Regions from separate parts of the Mus musculus genome. Here regions 1, 2 and 4 are each linked to region 3. A link is a contact called in public Hi-C and promoter capture Hi-C data. All regions are on one chromosome and are shown on one strand. The core of a region is the stretch at or near the end of the contact, and the rest is flanking DNA. Distances in the headings are between cores, read along the strand shown.

The links. Promoter capture Hi-C pulls out the DNA fragments that hold promoters and counts their contacts. A called contact is a pair of places that touch in the nucleus more often than the background predicts.
Region 1: a Hi-C map of uterus shows a contact between it and region 3, with 5 times the contacts expected there. The contact joins two enhancer-like sites.
Region 2: a Hi-C map of bone marrow-derived macrophages shows a contact between it and region 3, with 4 times the contacts expected there. The contact joins two enhancer-like sites. A contact is called at or near these places in 3 of 39 promoter capture datasets (the 3T3-L1 cell line, the C10 cell line and pre-B cells), 1 of 15 datasets of contacts at CTCF or cohesin (large pre-B cells), 7 of 484 Hi-C or Micro-C datasets (LSK cells, bone marrow-derived macrophages, embryonic fibroblasts and 3 more) and 1 of 115 datasets of contacts at active chromatin or transcription factors (bone marrow-derived dendritic cells).
Region 4: a contact with region 3 is called in a promoter capture Hi-C map of hematopoietic stem and progenitor cells. The contact joins the promoter of Phf20l1 here to the enhancer-like site in region 3. A contact is called at or near these places in 4 of 39 promoter capture datasets (the C10 cell line, hematopoietic stem and progenitor cells and neutrophils), 5 of 115 datasets of contacts at active chromatin or transcription factors (cardiomyocytes, double positive thymocytes, extraembryonic endoderm stem cells and 2 more) and 2 of 9 other capture datasets (embryonic stem cells and liver).

The regions. Positions count from the first base shown.
Region 1 is chr15:67,758,001-67,760,700 of GRCm38.p6, forward strand. No RefSeq gene overlaps it. Among named protein-coding and RNA genes, the nearest start is that of Zfat, 500 kb to the right of the region's middle. Within about 2 kb of position 1,416, at least 12 of the 459 cell types and tissues checked have an H3K27ac peak or open chromatin away from gene starts, as enhancers often do. A contact at or near this core is called in uterus, where this site is marked.
Region 2 is chr15:68,069,965-68,072,664 of GRCm38.p6, forward strand. No RefSeq gene overlaps it. Among named protein-coding and RNA genes, the nearest start is that of Zfat, 190 kb to the right of the region's middle. Within about 2 kb of position 1,382, at least 46 of the 459 cell types and tissues checked have an H3K27ac peak or open chromatin away from gene starts, as enhancers often do. A contact at or near this core is called in bone marrow-derived macrophages, where this site is marked.
Region 3 is chr15:67,115,544-67,118,243 of GRCm38.p6, forward strand. All of the region lies in intron 3 of St3gal1 (ST3 beta-galactoside alpha-2,3-sialyltransferase 1), which reads right to left. Among named protein-coding and RNA genes, the nearest start is that of Gm31400, 53 kb to the right of the region's middle. Within about 2 kb of position 1,363, at least 148 of the 459 cell types and tissues checked have an H3K27ac peak or open chromatin away from gene starts, as enhancers often do. A contact at or near this core is called in bone marrow-derived macrophages, hematopoietic stem and progenitor cells, neutrophils and 3 more, where this site is marked.
Region 4 is chr15:66,576,171-66,578,870 of GRCm38.p6, forward strand. It overlaps Phf20l1 (PHD finger protein 20-like 1), which reads left to right and starts at 1,402. Exons shown (of 21, transcript NM_001081409.1): 1 at 1,402-1,677.

The DNA.
Region 1 (2,700 bases), core at 166-2,665, 640 kb after region 3:
CTGTCTCTTTTTTCTGTGTCTCCGTCTCTGTCTCTCTCTCTCTCTCTCTGGTGTGTGTGTGTGTGTGTGTGTGTGTGTTTGTATGTGTGTTTTGAATTGTTTATATTTGCTTCTCTTCCTTTCTTAAAAACTTAGGTTCTTTAAGCAGAGGTACTGTATCACTCATGATAGAAACCTACTAACTGTCTCACACAATGAATTAATAAATGCAGCTAATTTAATCTGAACAAAAACTTAAAAATACACTCATTCCAGATAGGGGAAGGTTCTCCCTGAGTTTACCATAGAGGCTGTCAAAAGCTTCCTATAGCACAATATGAATGGACAGGTTCCTACTGAAGGTCTATTGATCTTACAAGGAAATGGTGATGCATTTGGGGTGGGGTGCAGAGGTACTTTTATCTAGGCTGTAGATCATTATAATGGGGAGAATAGTGAAAGCAATTTTGCATGGAAACAATCTCCAGCTGCCTGTAACTTTGGTTCAGCAAATGTCACCGTGCAACTATTTACTACAGTATTTATTACTCTGTCATTAGCTCATAAATAATACCAACCTAGCAACCAAGGGACGATGCCATGCAACAGCGACCGTGATAAGAATTTAAGAAGGCAAAGAAGCCTATGTTCACATCTAAGGAGGAGGCGTAGAGGGTAAACTCTAGCAATTACCAAGACTCATAACTTTCCCTATAAAAACAATCTGAGCAAAACTGAAAGGGTGCTTAGAGTAGCATTCCTCACTAGAACACCCTCATAAAACCACAGAACCCACTGGATATAGCTATATCTGTCATCGGCCTGGGGCAAATAAACCTCAAATTGGTGGGGATGATGTCAAAAGGAATCCTTTTTGGTTGTCATATTCACATTGAAATTCTGATTCTGAGTACTGAAGGAGAGCTGGGAGCCAACTGGTTTGTTAGTTGTGTTTTTCTAAGTGAGAGCTGAGAGATGTAAAGAAACTTGGGACAAAGCCCTCTAATCTTCTGCTCCATTTTTGTTGTGGTTCGGTTTGCTTTGGTCCTATCTTTTAATGGCCTGGAATGTTTTATTGGGCCTCACAGCATCAAGCTTACATCTTGCAAAATATTGCTTCCCTACTTTACCATTAGATAAATAATTTCTAGAAGCTTTCACCAAGATTCTTGGCAGGAGGGGTGTTTGTTTGGTTGATTGGATTTGGGTTTGGGTTTGTTTGTTTGTATTTCCCTTCAGGCCTTCTGACCACTCACTTTTTGTTAATCACTCTGGGCCTCCTGCTCTCATCCCCAGTTTGAATGCTGGAATGATCCATGAAATGAGATCACTCATAAAAGAAGCGAAATCTCTTTCATCTTCAAATCTCCTGGGCTCGGCACTGACGCTTCTTGTGTAGAACTCAGAACATTTGGAATCAATGTGAGCAGATGGGTGGAGGCTGTATTTTCAGCTTCGTGAGTCACTGCAGAAATGAGCCCAAGGATTTCATTTCAGCCTTCCATGGTGTTGGCTCCAGGGACCATTCAACTACTGCTAGTACTTGCAAGTTGGATAACCAGCCCTTGAACCTCCCTGCATCTTAATATCTCTTATTGCAACATGAGTTTATAATAGCTCCCTCATTGTCTTCATGTTAAGATTAGGCCAAAGTGTTTAACCCAAAACTTGTCCTGCCTCTAAGATCTGCAAGGATAAAGATGGAGCCGAGACTGAGAGAACAGTCAACCATTGACTGGCCCAACATAAGAGCTGTCCCACGTGAGAGAGATAACTCCTGATACTATTAATGATACTCTGCTTTTCTTGCAGGAACCCAGCATAACTGTCTCCTGAGTATCTTCATGGATCAGTGGATATAACAGATGCAGAGACCCATGGCTAACCTCAGAGAGTCTTGTGTACAAGTGGGAGAGAGGACAGAGCAACCCAGTGAGATCATGGACACCACTAGAAGACCTATGATGTCAACTAACATGGGCCCAAAGAGGCTCACAGAGACTGAACCACTAATCAAAGAGCATGCAAGGGCTGGGTCTAGGCTTCTCCCTACATTTGCAGAAGATATATCGATTGGTCTTCATGTGAGCGAGTCCCCTAACAGTTGGAGCAGGGGACTGTGTCTAAATCTGTTGCCTGCCACTGGATCACCTTCCCCTACCCGGACTCCTGGTTGGGTCTCAGTGGGCAAGGAGGTGCTTTGTGCTGCTGGGACTAGAAGACCCAGGGTAGGGTGGTACCCAAGGAGGGCTTTTAGGGGGAGGGATTTGATAGGACTGGGATTGGAGGAGAGGAAGGTGACTGGGGGAAGCAATGTGAACAATTTAAATCATGAAAAAAAAAAAGAATAACTTTAATGCAATGAGTGGTTCTCAACCTTCCTGATGCTGCAAGACTTTTTTACAGTTCATCATATTGTGGTGGCCTCAGTCCATAAAGTTATTTTTCGTTACTACTTTGTAATTGTAATTTTGCTACCGTTTGGGATCGTAATATGAATACTTTTAGAGATAGAAGTTCACCATAGGGGTCTCGGCCCACAGGATGAGAACTGTTACTTTAAACTACACCCACACTTCCAGGAAAAATATGATGACCTCCAGAGTGGCACCTTCAAAGCCACTCCACTGAAGTTTTCTTTTCCCAAATTATGTCCATACCTTTCCTTTGTTAATTACTTTTCTTCCAAGCCCTTAAACCATTACTATTCAGAAATATTGC
Region 2 (2,700 bases), core at 132-2,631, 950 kb after region 3:
GTTACCTCTCCAAGAGGAGCTCAGTGCCTTGAACCATATCACTAACCTCATCAAACTAGGACAGGTATCTGCTATCAGCACTCTACACAGGTCCCCACCTGCCTCGCCATCACTGGTCATAAAGACACACACTGGAGGCTGCTGAGAAAGGAGTGCAGAAGGAGAGAAGTCTGAATATCACAGGTGCTACATTGAAGGGGCAGAATAAACTGTAAAGAGATAAATCTGAGCCACAAGAAGCAGGATAATCTGTTAACTGACAACCTCAGAACCCCAAAGCCATTCACACAAGTATGGTATGGGGTAGAGAGCTTAGAAGTCATCATGGGCACACTCCCTAATATATCTAATTCTAGTTTCATTTGTCTGCCTCTGATGATATCTCAGTAGCTAAGTGCTCTCCTGGATTCCACTAAAAAAGCCACGAAGTAAGAATTAGGGCTAAGCTCCCGCAGAGTCTAAGACTTGGTTCCCTCTGGGTACAGAGTCTCTGCAGCTGAGAAAGGAGCACCCCTGTTAGGAAGGTAAGCTCTATTAGGTGGGGAGCCATTTGATCCAGCAAAGTTTTATCAATAAAGGTGGGGTTCTGAAAAGAAGAGATAAAGAAAATGGAGCTGTAAGTGGAGAGAACCTGGAGGTCAGAGAAGCTAAACCGCCTGGGAACTGGAGCATCAGGAAGGTATCAATGTACTGAAGACAAAGAAAGAAAGGCAGGTATGTATGAGACCCAACCTTAAATGGGAACTTCAGTTTCTGATTATCCATCCACAAGGATGTCCCTATATACTCATGAGAAGTTACAATAATGTTTATCAGCAGAACAGACTATTCCTTCCATTTTGTGTTGATTTGGCTGGGTGGGGGGTGTTTGAAATAAACAAAAGGCATCCTGTTCTCTCTTTCCCTTCCATTTTACCAACAACACATTATATCAAGAGATCGGAGTTGTGAATATTATTCCTTGCACAGAAAGAGTGAGAGTAAAGGCTATATCACCAGCTCTGGAAAATTTTAATGCCAAGCAGCTTCACGTACCAGGGACCTGCAAGAGTAAGGCACACCAGAGCAAAAGGGCAAAGATTGTCCTTCAGGCATTGAGAATAACTGGACATAAGAGACATAGACCAAAAAAAAAAAATGATGCCACTGGAAAGGAAGCTATCCCATCCCATTGGAGTGCCTCTGGCAGCTAAGAACACAACATGGGCAGTTCATGTTTTATCCCTGGAGATGATTAAGAGGAAATGCGAGTCATCTTGGTGTTCTCCCCATCCTCAGCCGAATGGAGCTTTTATTATCACAGTGCAAAGAAGAGTCAGGAGCTGAATGGTGCTGAACTCCATGGCTGGGCTCCATGTGTGTTTCATAGCCATTCATTAATATTCATGTTGTGACTAAATGACCCCGTTCAGCATCCTCCCACACTCCCTGCTTCCAGCACTTGGTCCCTACTGTGACCCCCTTGGAGGGGTGCCCGCCTGTCCTTCTCTCTGCCTGGAACCAAAAGTGCCTGCCTATCTCATCACACAGCGCCTGACATGCTCATGTCAGACACTGACACCCTACATCAAGCCTTTCCTTCCACCCATCCAAAATCAAATAAGTTACAATGTGGCCATTTATCCTCCCTCCCATTGTCTCCGCAGGCTGGCCCTGCCGCGGGGGAGGAAGGACAGATGGAGTCATCCCCTGGGATACAGAGAGATTACCTCCTGCACTGCACACAGCAATCTTGTCTTCTCCGTAAGCTAGCTTTCAGCAAAGCCTGTGCACTCTGAAGTGCAGTGTGTGGTGAGGACAATGGATGCATATTATTCCATTTTTCCAATCCCCATTCTGAGGACTATTTGTCCCAGTAAACTCTGGGCAGACTTCCCATCCTTTGGCTGAAAAGAGGTACACGACATATACCCTGCCGCTGTTGTGTTCTTCTCAAATTGAAACGGGCACTCTGGAATGGTGGTGGTTATGTGGTCCCCATGGGGAAGACTGCAGAGACCTGGTCTGTGGCTCCAGTGTCCAGTGATGCAGCCAAAGGGCAGCCTCTCTTTCTCTGTGATCATTCCATGGCAGGACTTAAAACTCAGAGTAGCACACAACTTATAAAGCTCAGGCTATGGGGTAGAAAGACAGGTGAGCTATTGATGAAGTCTTGAGGAGTCAGGGAATACAGTGGACATCACATATCAGACCAGGTCTCATACATTACGTTAGTGCCTTCATCTCTTCTCCATGTACCTAACAGATACATGTGAAACAGTATTCTAGGTGCTGTGCTGCTATGCAGCTGAGTAGTGAGCAAAGCAGAACCTTCTTGGTCCACACATTCTGGTCAGGGGCCAGTCATGCTATAGAGAGACAGGTGAAAAATAAAGGCAGAGATGAAGGCTGATGGAGATAGAGTCAGAGGTGGGTGGGCAGCATTGCCGTTTTGCTACAGGATAATCAGGGATAGCTGTGGTCAAAGAGCATCCCTAGGAACAAGACAACTTCAGGATTCTGTGCTCCTCAGGAAGGGGGAGCCATGGGACAATGGTGAGTAGAGAAGCCATCTGACCTAGTTGGGCTTTCACGGGCCCCATTGTCCGCACAAAGGACAAGGCAAAAACAGGAAAGCCTGCCAGCTAAGGAAATAGCAAGGGAATGTTGGCCTTGGGCCTGGCTGGCAGCTGTGAAGATGTACTGCAGGGTTGGGGAAGG
Region 3 (2,700 bases), core at 113-2,612:
TGTCCTGATCAGTGGCTATTTGGTGCCACCTAGTCTTCTTATGGAAAGTGTTCAGTGGAGCCTGGCCAACAGCACCAGAGTAAAAACAGTCATAGAAGGCACACCACACAGTTCCTGTGCGTTGTGAGCCAGACTCTGAACTTCTCTGATCCTTGCTTCCTAAAACACTGTTGCTTCAGGCCAAGGTGGGAAGAATGACTGGCATAAAGGGGACCAGCACAGAGCACCGAGTGTAAATAACACCAGCCGTGGCTGTTTCTATTCCTTGAATCCCGGATGCTTCCTGTGGACAATGTACCCCAAGATGGCTGGACTGTCTCAAGGGCAAGTTTATTTAAAGGACCAAATGATACCAGGCATTAAAGAATACAAGCCAGGGACACCCTGTCTCAGTTCCTCTAGGTGGTGGCACCTGACTATTCGGTGCTTTCTGAGGCCCCGGGGAAAGTGGTCCTAACAGTGTGTGTGTGTGTGTGTGTGTGTGTGTGTGTGTGTGTGTGTGTGTGTTAGGGATCCCAGAACTAGAGATACAGCAAATAGCCAAACAGTGAGGCTGACCCAGTGAGCTAGCAGCTAGCTAGTTGACTGCCCAGGGGCTTCTCCACAGTGGTTTTACTTTCCAGTTTCCACCTGCCTGTCCCTCCGATTCCCTTCCCCCATGCTTAGGCGTACGAATGTACTGCCCTTTGGAGCCTGTGAGAGTACACCTCCCCCCCCCCCCAGGAGAGGCCCATCACCCTTATAACACTGGGCCCCAGGGTTGGATGGGGCCAACTGGTTCTTTGTACTTTGCAGTTCAGGGTCCTAGCTGCCACCTGTTAGACCTCTGATGAGTCCCGTGCACTGGGCTTTGACTAGAGCAAGTCTTTGTCGTCAGTTAGGCCTAGGGAATGTTGAGCCTACCTTTCCCAGGTGATAGGCCCTGTGTAGGTCATTCTACCTCTCTGCTGGGTTTGCTCCATAAGGCAGAACGGTCACTCTTCTTTAAGGGTCTATAGAAAGTACAAGCAGAGCCTCCTGGCATCTAACATGCATGGAAATGAGTTATCTTCATCACCAATGCACAGGTGATGGGATTGAGGCTTAGTGGGGAAGCCTTTGACTGAATCTACGCACCCAGGAACTGAACCGTGAATTTGAACTTGCTCCTCCCCTCAAATACGGTGCTTTCTCAGACTTGGAAATGAAAAGCCCAGACATCGCCCTGCCCTTCCTTTCCTGTCTCTGGCACATCTACTCTGTGCTAAGCAAGAAATTCCAGGAAGCAGATGCTGGCTCTGAAAGTTGCATCCCCTGAGCAGGATCTGGGGTTACTGTGTTCTCATACAAGGGTGTGCCTCACTTCTGCTTTAATCCCTCATTTGGAGAACCCACGGCCCAGTGAGTCAGAGCTGGAAAGCTCTTGGCTGGGGCTCGCCGGTGGAGGGGAATGCCGCTTGCTCAGGCTCCTGGGCCACTTATCACCAGCAGCTGAGGACTTCTCAGAGCATCTGCTGTTGACACTTGGTGACTAGCTTCCTCCCTGAAGATGTTGCTCAGTACAGCTGTCTGGGAAGCCTGGGAGACTGGAGATGTTGAAATCTTCCAGGTGAATTCTAGAACTTTGTGGTTAAAGTCAAAGCAAGGGGCAGCCAAGAGCTAGGGAGCTGTCTGCTTTTAAAATGGTTGAGTCCTACACAAAGGTATCACTGCTATATGCCAGCCGAGGACTTTTAGGGAGTCCTGTTTATTGCTGACCGGGACCCCCAATTGGGTCACTGTCTACCACAGTGAGGGGGTTTACCTACCCTCCTTCATACGCCCTCCCCCTCTAGTGATGCACTGCTCAGACAGCTCTGGAGTCTGTTAGTCGATGTCTGGGTTGATAGAAGAGTGAGCCGAGGCCTTCCTTCTGTCCTACCTTAGTGGTGGTGGCTGCAGGTGGCTTGACACTGCCCCGGAGGACATGCCTAAGGACTACCTTAAGGCTGAAGGTAGGTGTGTTCTGTGCTGACTTTCTGAAGCTTCCTGGTTTCAGGGTCCCAGCCAGAATGGCTTCCCTAAATGCCTGAGGTCTCACACCTCCTCGCTTTCCTCAACTTTGCAAGTGACTGGTCTCTGAGAAGCACTCGTTTTCTATCCATATTCTCAGACCGGATCCTCACTGCTTGCCTTACAGATCCCTAGGACAACTCTAACCAAGCCTGGCAGCTCCCATGCCTCTCCATTTTACCTCTACTTGGCTGGCCCATCCCAGACGGAGCTATCGCCTAACAGCCTTTGTGCGTAGTATACCCGGGTGTGATGGATCCTTTTCCTTGTCACATTGACTAGGTTTAGAATTTCCATAGAAGCACAATAAATCTTATGAATGCAGAAGGAAGTAGCTGGAGAAATGGCTCAGAGGTTAAGAGCACTGACTGCTCTTATAGAGGATCAGGGTTTGAATCCTAGATCCCACATTGGACACCATACACAGGCCCGTATGTAATCTCAGTTCTGAGGGATCTATGCCCACTTCTGACCTCTACAGGCACCTTCACATGCACACACACACACACACACACACACCACATACACACACACCCCACATACACACACATGTTTTTTTCTTTTTTTCAAAAGGATTTCTATGAAAAAGGTTCTCTAGAAAGGTTTAACTGAGCTGGGAAGACCTCTCCTGAATATAGGTGACATTATTCTGGACTGAATAAGGAGAAA
Region 4 (2,700 bases), core at 152-2,651, 540 kb before region 3:
TCCCATCTAATGAAGGGTTGACACTTCTTCATTAAATTTAGATTAGACTCTGAAACAAATGATCCTGATTTATAAATATATGTTTTTTATTTGACAACATTATACATTTTATTGTTTAAATCAAGTGTTGTTTTAAATTGCATGTTTGTTTTAGGTGATCCATAATTCCTACAGTCATCCTAGTGTATCAAGGACTTCTACTGCTAAAACAGTAATTATTGCAAACATTGTAAATCACAGTACTGGGGGACAAAAATATTTTAGAACTGTCTTCTTGCATTGGCATTTTCTTGTGTGTGTGATCTTACTTGTATTCTAATTTTACAGCAAATTAAATAACCGTACATAATATTTTAAAAGTGGAAAGTATAATTCTGCCTGTGACAGAAAAAAGATTCTAGAAATAATAGAAATATTAATTGTATTGGACCAATGAGAACCACAGAGGATTAAAAAGAAGAACATAAAGACAAATATCATCTCAGAACTGTCTTATTCGCATTGTTTGTAGCATCACTAAGCTCAGTATAACTCTGCAACTATTAGATATATATTTCTTGAATGAATGTCTTTTGAATAAAAGGATGATTATGAAGATTTTCTCAATTTACCAAATCTCTTGAAAGTCAGAGAAAACATTTCTATTTTCACTGTACACGATGAAGCAAGATAAATATAAGTGTCATTTGTATGCAGTGATGCACTTTTAAAACGTGGGAGGCAGAGTGATGGAGTGGGGAAAAAAATAGATGTTTTCTCTCAGTAGCACTTTGAATGATAACTTGTAGATCTTCTCAAAGTTGGGATAGGGATTCTCCTGCTTAATATAGACTTTGGTACATGGTAGGTGTTCAACAGAGGTAGTCCTATACTATTAATTGTGAAGACTTGTTCTATTAGTACCCTAAACTTCTTAGGAATTTTTAAAGATTCTTAAGAATCTTTTATTTGTTTTATAAAGATTTCTGAATTTGGAAAGTAGTATAAGTGTGCAGTTTTGATTGTCATGTGATATATTTATAGCAGAGTGTCGTGACAAAGTATCCATTCAAAAGAGACAATTCTGATTTTGTAATACAGATCATTGTGTCTGTCCTTAACGTGGGATAGAACAGACACGGTGAAAAGTGTGTGGTGCATTGACAAGTTTGCCCAATGTGTCAAGTAGTGGGATTTGTTAGAAACCAGCAACAATCACAAAAGGCCACCATCCTCTTGACCCCACCAAGGGGAATCTAGAGCCCAGGTCTTTTCTATGTGTAAGTAGCCCAGCCTGGCCGAAGCCCCACCCCCAGAATAGTCCTCCAATCGGCTGCGCCGCGCCAGCCCGGCCCTCGCGTACCACGTGACTCAACCCAGCCCGCTTCCGGCGCGTCGCGGGCGGCTGACGTCCCCGGCCGGCGTCGCGTCAGGGCTGGCCGGCGGCGGTGGTGGCTGCGGAGGCGGCAGCGGCGGCAGCGACGGCGGCTGCGATGGTAGCGGAGCCGGAGTGGGCTTGAGGGCTTCCTCCCGCGTTTCCTCGGGCCGACGCGGCGCCGCGGGCCCGGCTCACTCGGCTCCCGCTCCCTCCCTTGCTGCTGCCCGGGCAGACTCGAACGAGGCCCGCGCTGGCCTCCCTGACGCGCCCCGGCTCGGCCCCGGACGGCCCGGCTGCTGTGCGGAGACGAGGCCGAGTCGGTAAGAGGCGGCGGAGGGGCCTGGAAGCTGCCGGGTCCCCGGGCTGCGCTCGCGCCCGCGTTGCTCTCGGCCGGCGTCCCGCTCCCTGCCATCCGCTGACCCTATTGTCTGCGCGCCGCCGCGCTACCCCCGCCTTCCTTCCCTTGCCGGGCCGGCGGCTGTCAACCTGCAGCTCCCGGGCTCCGGGCCAGCCGCGCCGCGGCCTTTCCTGGCTCCCCTTGACACCCCTGCGAGCCCGCCTCGTCCCCTCTGCTTAGCTTCGCGGTCTTTCCCTCACCGCTCTCTAGCTCTGTGTGTCTGTCTCTTTCCTCTCACTGTCATCTCTGCAAACTTCCACCATCCTTACAACGAACTCTTTTTTACCGCTTTCTGGTCTTTTTTCATTTCTCTTTTTGTTTCCTTCTCCCCTTTCTCGCTCCCTGTTCCACAGTTTCACTTTAAGGGTCTGTCCAATAGATTGTCTTTCGTAAAAGTTCCTAATTCTGCCGCCTCCCTCATTCTCCTGTCTCCTCACAAGAGAATGGAAATCGTCCCTGCCTTTTGAGGTCCTCATTCCTGAGAGTCACGGGGGATTAGATTTACAGGCTGGAAGTTTGATCTTAGGAAATGTTAGCATAACTGGCAAACTGCCTCTTCGGATTCTATTTCTGTACATTGAAGTAACAGCCTTGTATGTTGCACACTTACAAGATTTCTATTTAAAATATTTATGTTTGTTCCCATTACACCTAGTGTGTCCTGGCTATGAATCTTAACCTCACTGATGCCATGTCAGGATATTCTATATCCCCTTAGGCACGACCTTGTAAACTTGATCCCCCATATTTTTGTAACAAGCGTTGATGCTATTTCTTTTCTTCCCTTTTCAGATTAAAAAAAAAAAAAAAAAACAGGAAGGGACATTTGGAATTCTGTTTGCTCTTAAGTTTTACCTGTTTTAAACAGTGGCTAAAACATTATAAGATTTTTCGTTTGTGTGGGGATTTTTCATTTGTGTGGTGTTTATTTTTTTTTTTTTTAAGC